Linked DNA regions of Pan troglodytes: region 2 is linked to region 1. A link is a contact called in public HiChIP or PLAC-seq data. All regions are on one chromosome and are shown on one strand. The core of a region is the stretch at or near the end of the contact, and the rest is flanking DNA. Distances in the headings are between cores, read along the strand shown.

What was found. HiChIP or PLAC-seq counts read pairs in DNA pulled down with a chosen protein or histone mark.
Region 2: an H3K4me3 HiChIP or PLAC-seq map of stem cell-derived excitatory neurons shows a contact between it and region 1, with 2.6 times the contacts expected there. The contact joins the promoter of USP4 here to the promoter of KLHDC8B in region 1. A contact is called at or near these places in 1 of 7 Hi-C or Micro-C datasets (stem cell-derived neural progenitor cells) and 1 of 1 datasets of contacts at active chromatin or transcription factors (stem cell-derived excitatory neurons).

What each region holds. Positions count from the first base shown.
Region 1 is chr2:53,201,239-53,204,817 of NHGRI_mPanTro3-v2.0_pri, forward strand. KLHDC8B (kelch domain containing 8B) reads left to right here and starts at 1,558. Exons shown (of 6, transcript XM_526201.9): 1 at 1,558-2,623; 2 at 3,573-3,579.
Region 2 is chr2:53,370,870-53,374,448 of NHGRI_mPanTro3-v2.0_pri, forward strand. It overlaps USP4 (ubiquitin specific peptidase 4), which reads right to left and starts at 1,859. Exons shown (of 22, transcript XM_001163445.8): 1 at 1,102-1,859. The coding sequence starts at 1,202.

The sequences.
Region 1 (3,579 bases), core at 308-2,807:
CACGGTGACTCATGCCTGTAATTCCAGCACTTTGGGAGGCCAAGGCGGGCGGATCCCGCAGTCAAGAGATGGAGACCATCCTGGCCAACATGGTGAAACCCCATGTCAACTAAAAATACAAAAAATTAGCTGGGCATGGTGGCACGTGCCTGTAGTCCCAGCTACTCGGGAGGCTGAGGCAGGAGAATCATTTGAAACCACCGGAAGGCGGAGGTGGCAGTAAGCTGAGGTCACGCCACTGCACTCTAGCCTGGGCAACAAGAGTGAAACTCCGTTTCAAAAAAAAGATTTTGAGAGGTGGGCTGGGCGCGGTGGCTCATGCCTGTAATCCCAGCACTTTGGGAGGCTGAGGTGGGCGGATCACGAGGTCAGGAGATCGAGACCATCCTGGCTAACACGGTGAAACTCCATCTCTACTAGAAATACAAAAAAAAAAAAAAATTAGCCGGGCATGGTGGCAGGCCCCTGTAGTCCCAGCTACTCGGGAGGCTTAGACAGGAGAATGGCATGAACCTGGGAGGCGGAGCTTGCAGTGAGTGGAGATGGCACCACTGCACTCCAGCCTGAGTGACAGAGCGAGACTCCATCTCAAAAAAAAAAAAATAAATAAAAAATAAAGATTCTCAGAGGCAGGACAAACAGCAGGAGGGAGTTGAGGTCACAAGGGGCAAAACTTTGAAGATGCTAGCAAGATTTAGTGAAGGACCACAGGCACATATAGTTTTAGCTATATGGTATTTCATGATGACTTTTCCAAGAACAATTTTTGGGGAGGAGTGGCAGCACATTGAGGTGACAAGTAACAAGGAGGTGGAGCCTGTGAGGACAGATGGCTTCAAGAGTTTGACTGGAGGGGAGGAAGGGGAGACTAGAGAGACTTGGGGTGTTGGGAGGTATCTAAAGGCAAGTGGCTCATAAGTGTTTAATTGCTGGAAAGGAGGGGGAGGGAGCTTGGAAAGGGAACAGTAGCAAATGTGAAGGGGGCTGCAGAGCAGTGTGAGCCTCTTGGAAGCCTATTGGCAATCACAAGAGGGTGGAAACAGTGCCCCAAGTGAGGGCACTGAAGAGCAAGTCCAAGGTGAAGTGGGACAAGGAGGATTGAGGCCTTCAAGTCAGGGTCTGTGCACTCTGTAACCAGCCTTGGCACCACCATTTCTGTGCAGGCCGACTGAATCCAACTGACAGTCCCTGAAAAGAGCAAAGGCTCTCTTCTCCGGTCATGCGGAAGGGTCTACCCATAGACTTCTGGGAAGGCCAGATGTGAGGGAGGCCAGGGAGTTAATAGGTAATGCCCCCAAACAGCTCTCAACCCATGACTAATGGAGATTTGAGAATGAGTATCTCAGCTCCCCTTGCTCTTGGGGGCAGCAATGATGTAAGGCCTATGTTCTACGCTGGCTCCCAGAATCCCCAGCAGGATTTGGTCCCAATGGCCCACAGTGGTAGCTTGCTTGATGACACTTCCTTTATTGGCTGCTTTCCTTGTCTCCTTGCCACTGCTGGTGTTTCTTGGCCTCACCTCCCATACTAACTATATGCATGTATATCTTTGTCCAGGTCTGCTTTGGGGGAAACTAAGATAAGCACTGTCCATGAAAGGGGGACAAGGCAGTGAGCAGACACAGACAACTGCAAGGACCTCTTCCCACAGGTACCACTGACCTGTACAAATGGGCCCTCAGCTTGAAGACTTAGCTAATACTCTGAATGCTCAGAAGATAGGCAGGGCCAAGGTCTGGGCCTGAGGTAGGTGGGCCCGTCACACTAGTTTGCTCTTGCTTGACCCCAGAGTTGGTTAGAGGCAAGCTCAGGATACTAAAAATGGATAGTTATAATGTGCCTTGGGTCCCAGAGTAGCCCAGGTCTCTCAGGCCCTACAGGATGAGGCCAGAGTGACCCACTGGGAGGTCCCCTGGCCTCTGACTCTTCCAGCACATTCTCTGCTCAGTATCACTCCTTCCAGGAATTCTCCCCACCCAGGTTTGTAGAAGGGCCGGTGCCTTCTGTTCCTCCACCCCCGCTAGCCTCAGTGTACACTGTAAGACCTATTCCTGCTTTATGCCCAGGTAAGGGCGCCCCAGGCTGCCCCCACACGACAGAGGCCCAGGCCATGTCCCCAGTGGCCTCCAGGGGGCGCCGCCGGGAAGCCTGTCATTGGGCTCCTGGGAGCTCCGCGGAGGTGGGCAGGCGCCGGCCCCTCAAGCCCTCGGGTTCGGCTGGCCTGCTCGACACAGCGGGCGCACCCAGGCTGGGTCGGGCTCAGAACTGCCCCTTGCCATACACGTGTTGTGTCGCTCGCCGCTGCCTCATTTCTACTCTTGCCCGAGGTCGGACGCTAAATTCTGTCAGGCCCAGTGTCCACGTGTCCGTTTATCTGTCCGTTTGCATATGACCGTAGATCGGCACGCCCTGCTCCAGCTGCGGCATGTGCAGGGTTAAGGCGAGAGGAGGTTTCCCTGAGTCGGAGGGGGAGGGGGGCGAGGGGCGGACCTGGCCCAGCCCCGCCCCGCGCCGGAGCAGTACCGGAGCCCCGCCAGAGCCCGACTTCAGCCCCAGCCAGATCCGGCGTCAACGGAGGCGGAACGGTGGACCCCGTACCCTGGCAGCATCGGAGCACCGGCGGGTGAGTCCCGCGGGAACCGCGCTCAGGGGAAGTTTGGGGCGCGGGGTGTAGAACCCCAAGCGCGTTAGCCCAGACCCGCCCCCCACATCCTTGAGCTGGAAGTTTGGGGCCAAGAGGCCCTCCTGCCAGGGGTCCAGGAGTGTAGCCACCAAGAGAAAGGGGTGGCTGGAGAACTTGGGGATCTCCTGCGAGGGAACCCAGAAGTCCAGCTGCCCATTCCTGCTGGAAACGCCCTGGACTCAGACCCTGGAGTCCTGTGGTCATGAGATTTCTCCAACGGCCCCCCGCCCCAACCCCACTTCTGGACACCAGGGAATCTGGCTTCTGGGGGGTTTGGAATGGGCAAACTCCTGAGGGGGGACCTCGAGAGGAGAGTGTGGAACCCTGGTGTTTAGTCCTCCCCCTAGTCTGAAACACACCCTGACTCTGGTCTTTTACTAGTGGGAATGGTTTAAATTAACCCTGTGGAATGGCCCCCAGGATGTTGTAAGGATACTCTGGAGTCTGACCCCTGACAGCAGGCGTGGGGACCCCCAGGCTGCCCAGGGCACCCTGGAAGCCAGTAAGGACTCCCCTCATGCAGGACCAGCGTGAGGCTTGTTGAGGGGAAAGGAAGGGTCCTGGATGGAGAGTCCTGTTCTAGTCACCTTACTACTGCCCTCCTAGACCCAGATTTGACCCAGTTGCTGAGTGGTTTGGGTAGTGGGTGAGAAGGAGAATCCTTCATGCCTCCATGGGAAAGGGGAAAGGCTCCTGGGTACCTGGGGCCTGCCCTCCTTCCCACTCCAGGAGGGCCTCCACAGTGGTGTGCTAGCCAGAGGGGTTGGGTTCTCCCCCTGCCTTTCCCACCAGTGATTTTGGGCCAGCCCTGCCCTTAGCTACAGGCTGCTTATCTGTTTCCTGAGGGGCCGGTCAGTGCCCTGACCCCTGTTTTCCCTCTTTCCTCCAGGTGAAGG
Region 2 (3,579 bases), core at 609-3,108, 170 kb after region 1:
CATCACCACAATGATTTCTTAAAGATAGGTAACACTCGGGCCGAGCACGGTGGCTCCCACCTGCAATCCCAGCACTTTGGGAGGCCGAGGCGGGTGGATCATAAGGTCAAGAGTTTGAGACCAGCCTACCCAACATGGTGAAACCCGGTCTCTACTAAAAATACAAAAAATTAGCTGGGTGTGGTGGCGTGAGCCTGTAATCCCAGCTACTCGGGAGGCTGAGGCAGGAGAATCGCTTGAACCCGGGAGGCGGAGGTTGCCATGAGCCAAGATCACGCCACTGCACTCCAGCTTGGGCAACAAGAGTGAAACTCCATCTCAAAACAAAACAAAACAAAACAAACAAGATGGGTAACAATCATACTCGATGCAAAGTCTAGCCTTAGTTTTTCTACTCCTACACAATTACACCACCCAGGAATCTCTCCAGTAGTACAAAGTATTGTCCCCTCTACTAAACAATCTATTAAGATGCCTAATAACTCAGCCTGGGTCTTCTAAATTCTGGACCCTTCATCTTCTATCTAGCTCCAGGACCTAGGCTATCCTCCTCTCCCACTCCAAGATACTGCTGCCGCAAATATTTTTGACACTTGCTACCAAAATAATCGGGGTTCTCAGACATTTGTTCAGCTTCTGACCTTGACATCTGTTGGCAGTTTACAAGTTACAAAGTATCTACTTCTGATTTTCCCCTCAACCCACTGAGGTCGGTGAGCCAAATATTGCTATCCTGGTTTTAACAGTGAGGAATCCAGGTCTGTGACACCTTCGCCCAAGGTCACACGGCGAGTCCTCATGGTAAAGGGCTCTCCCCACCCTTAGGGTCCCCACCAACCTTCCCCTTCACCACATCCCTCCTCCTGGCCCCCGCCGGGCCCGCCCCCTAGGGCTCCAAATGAACTGAGACGACACTCAGGCCCCGCCTGCGCTTTCCCAGAGCTGATCCTGGAGTTATTCTCCTGAGGGGCAGGTGTCAGGCTACTCTTTCAGGGTCACTACATACCATCCCCGCCCAGCCCCTACTCTAGCCGAGAAAAAGGAGGCCCCTTTTTCTCGGTCCCTGGTTCTGCATAGAGGAAGAGCGAGCCGGGAGCTCACCACTGCGCCCCGCGTTGGAGTGTGGTCCTCATTAAGGCTCCAAGCTCGGACTTCTGAGTCTCCGCATCCGGTCGCTCACGGCAGCCTCCACCTTCCGCCATCTCGTCCGCGGCCCCGGCCCAGCCGGCCCGGACATCCGCCCCGCGCGCGGCGTGCTATAGACCGCGCCCACGCACGCACGCTCGCGTGCCCGCCCCTGCCCCACCTCGAGCCGCGGCCTTCGGCTCCTGCAGCCGCTGTCTTTTCTCCCCTCCGCTCTCGCGCCACCTAGCTCACCGGCGAACAGTGGAGCGGAAAGGCACATGCGAGAGGGGTGGGCGGGGAGCAGCAGCTGCTACTTCCTCCCGCCCTGCCGCCCGCTACGCGGCCGTCGGGCGCCCCTTCCTCTGCTCAGGATGGCGCTACACTTCGAAGCTCTGTTCAGCCCGCCGATCTCAGGGAGTTAGACAGCAAGCCCACGACCCATCGGGCACCCCAACCTGGCCTTCGAGGTTATCGTGGTCCTAAATAAATGCAGGCCAAGTGCGAGAAGCCCGGTAGTTAGGTCTGCTCATTCTCACCCCTGCAATTCCGCTTTCAGCTGGAGGCCTTAGGCGAGTCAGCTGCCCAAACGTGGGATCGGGGCTCCTGCTCCAGCGGCTCTACAGGGATTTCGGGAAGTACCATGTGCACCAGCGCCTTGGGACCAAGACTCAATGGTGTGTTGTAGTCATTAACAGTCGCCTTAAACAATCGACGCCAGAGCCACCTGGCCCACCGCAGAATTCCGTCAGCTCTTCATACTGAGCTACTTGCCAAGCAGCCACAGAGGGGCGATAGCAACAGGGGAAGGAGAGGTACTCCACATTAGTTACCCAGGCGTGTACTTAGTTCCTGGAACAAGATACAACGTCCTGAACACTATGTTTTCCAGTCGCCCCGCTCACACACACAACCCTCCTCTTGGAGGGAGAAGTAAACCCAGAGGAAAGAGGAAGTCAGGCAGTTGGTCTAGATGCGTCTCCATACACTTGTCTAACAGTCCTTGTCCTCAGAGAAAAATAAGACCTAGTTCCTGCCCTCATAGAATCTAGTAGAAAAGAAGAGATGTTACAGAAATAACCTCAATGCCTAGCAGTATGTGGTAAGTGCCATTAAAGTGTGTGAACCAGGCCGGGCGCGGTGGTTCAAGCCTGTCGTCCCAGCCCTTTGGGAGGCTGAGGCGGAAGGATAGGTTCAGCCCAGGAGTTAGAGACCAACCTCGGCAACATAGCGAAATCCCGTCTCTACAAAAAAATACAAAAATTAGCCGGGCAGTGGCTCGCGTCTGTGGTCCCAGGTACTTGGGAGGCTGAGGTAGGAAGATCCCTTGAGCCCAGGAGGTCGAGGTTGCAGTGAGTCGAGATGGCGCCACTGCACTTGAGACTGGACGGCAAAGTGAGACCCTGTCTCAAAAAAAAAAAAAAATACAAATAAAGGGTGTGAACCGGCCGGGCGCAGTGGCTCACACCTGTAATCCCAGCACTTTGGGAGGCCGAGGCAGGAGGATCACCTGAGGTTGGGCATTCGAGACCAGCCTGACCAACGTGGAGACCGAAATGTCTTAAAAAAAAAAAAAAAAAAAAAAAAAAAAAAAAAAAAAAAAAAAACGGGCGTCCAGCGCGGTGGTTCATATTTGTAATCCTAGGACTTTGGGAGGCCGAGGCGGGCAGATCACGAGGTTAGGAGTTCGAGACCAGCGTGGCTAATATGGTGAAACCCCTTCTCTACTAAAAATACAAAAAAAAAAAAAAAAAAAAAAATTAGCCGGGCGTGGTGGCCCACACCTAGTCTCAGCTACTCGGGAGGCTAAGGCAGAAGAATCGCTTGAACCTGGGAGGCAGAGGTTGCAGTGAGCCGAGATTGCGCCACTGCACTCCAGCCTGGGCAACAGAGCAAGACCCCCTCTAAAAAAAAAAAAGGGGGTGTGAACCAAAGGCTGTAGAACGCCAGGCACAACCCCTGCTCTCATAGGAAGCCTTTGACTTGAGTAGCATTTGAGTGTGGTATTGAAAAAAAAATGCTGGCAGAATAAAGATGAGGATGCATGTTACAGGAGGGGAGACTCAAGGGACCAGAAGATAATTTCTGGAAAAGGCAGGACAGGATCAGAGAGTGGGGATTAGGCCAGTTGAGCCGGGCACTACAACGCTACAACAGCCTAAGGGGATCTAAAGCTAGAAAGGAGGCCAGACAGACCATATATCCTGCCTTAAAAGGCAGGCAGGCATTGTAGGAAGTTTTGAAGCAGAGACAAAATGGCTGAGGGTGCTTCACGCCCACGGTGGTGTAACTCAGACACAGAACCATTAGGAACCTCTCACTATGGAGGTGGCTGTGAGGGAGAAGAGGAGAAACAGAGAAGCCATGTCTATTTTATTTTATTATTCTTATTTTTCTACCTATTCCTGTTGAAAAGATGAGCTATGTTTTGTGTCAGGGGTGAAGGAAGGGGAACTG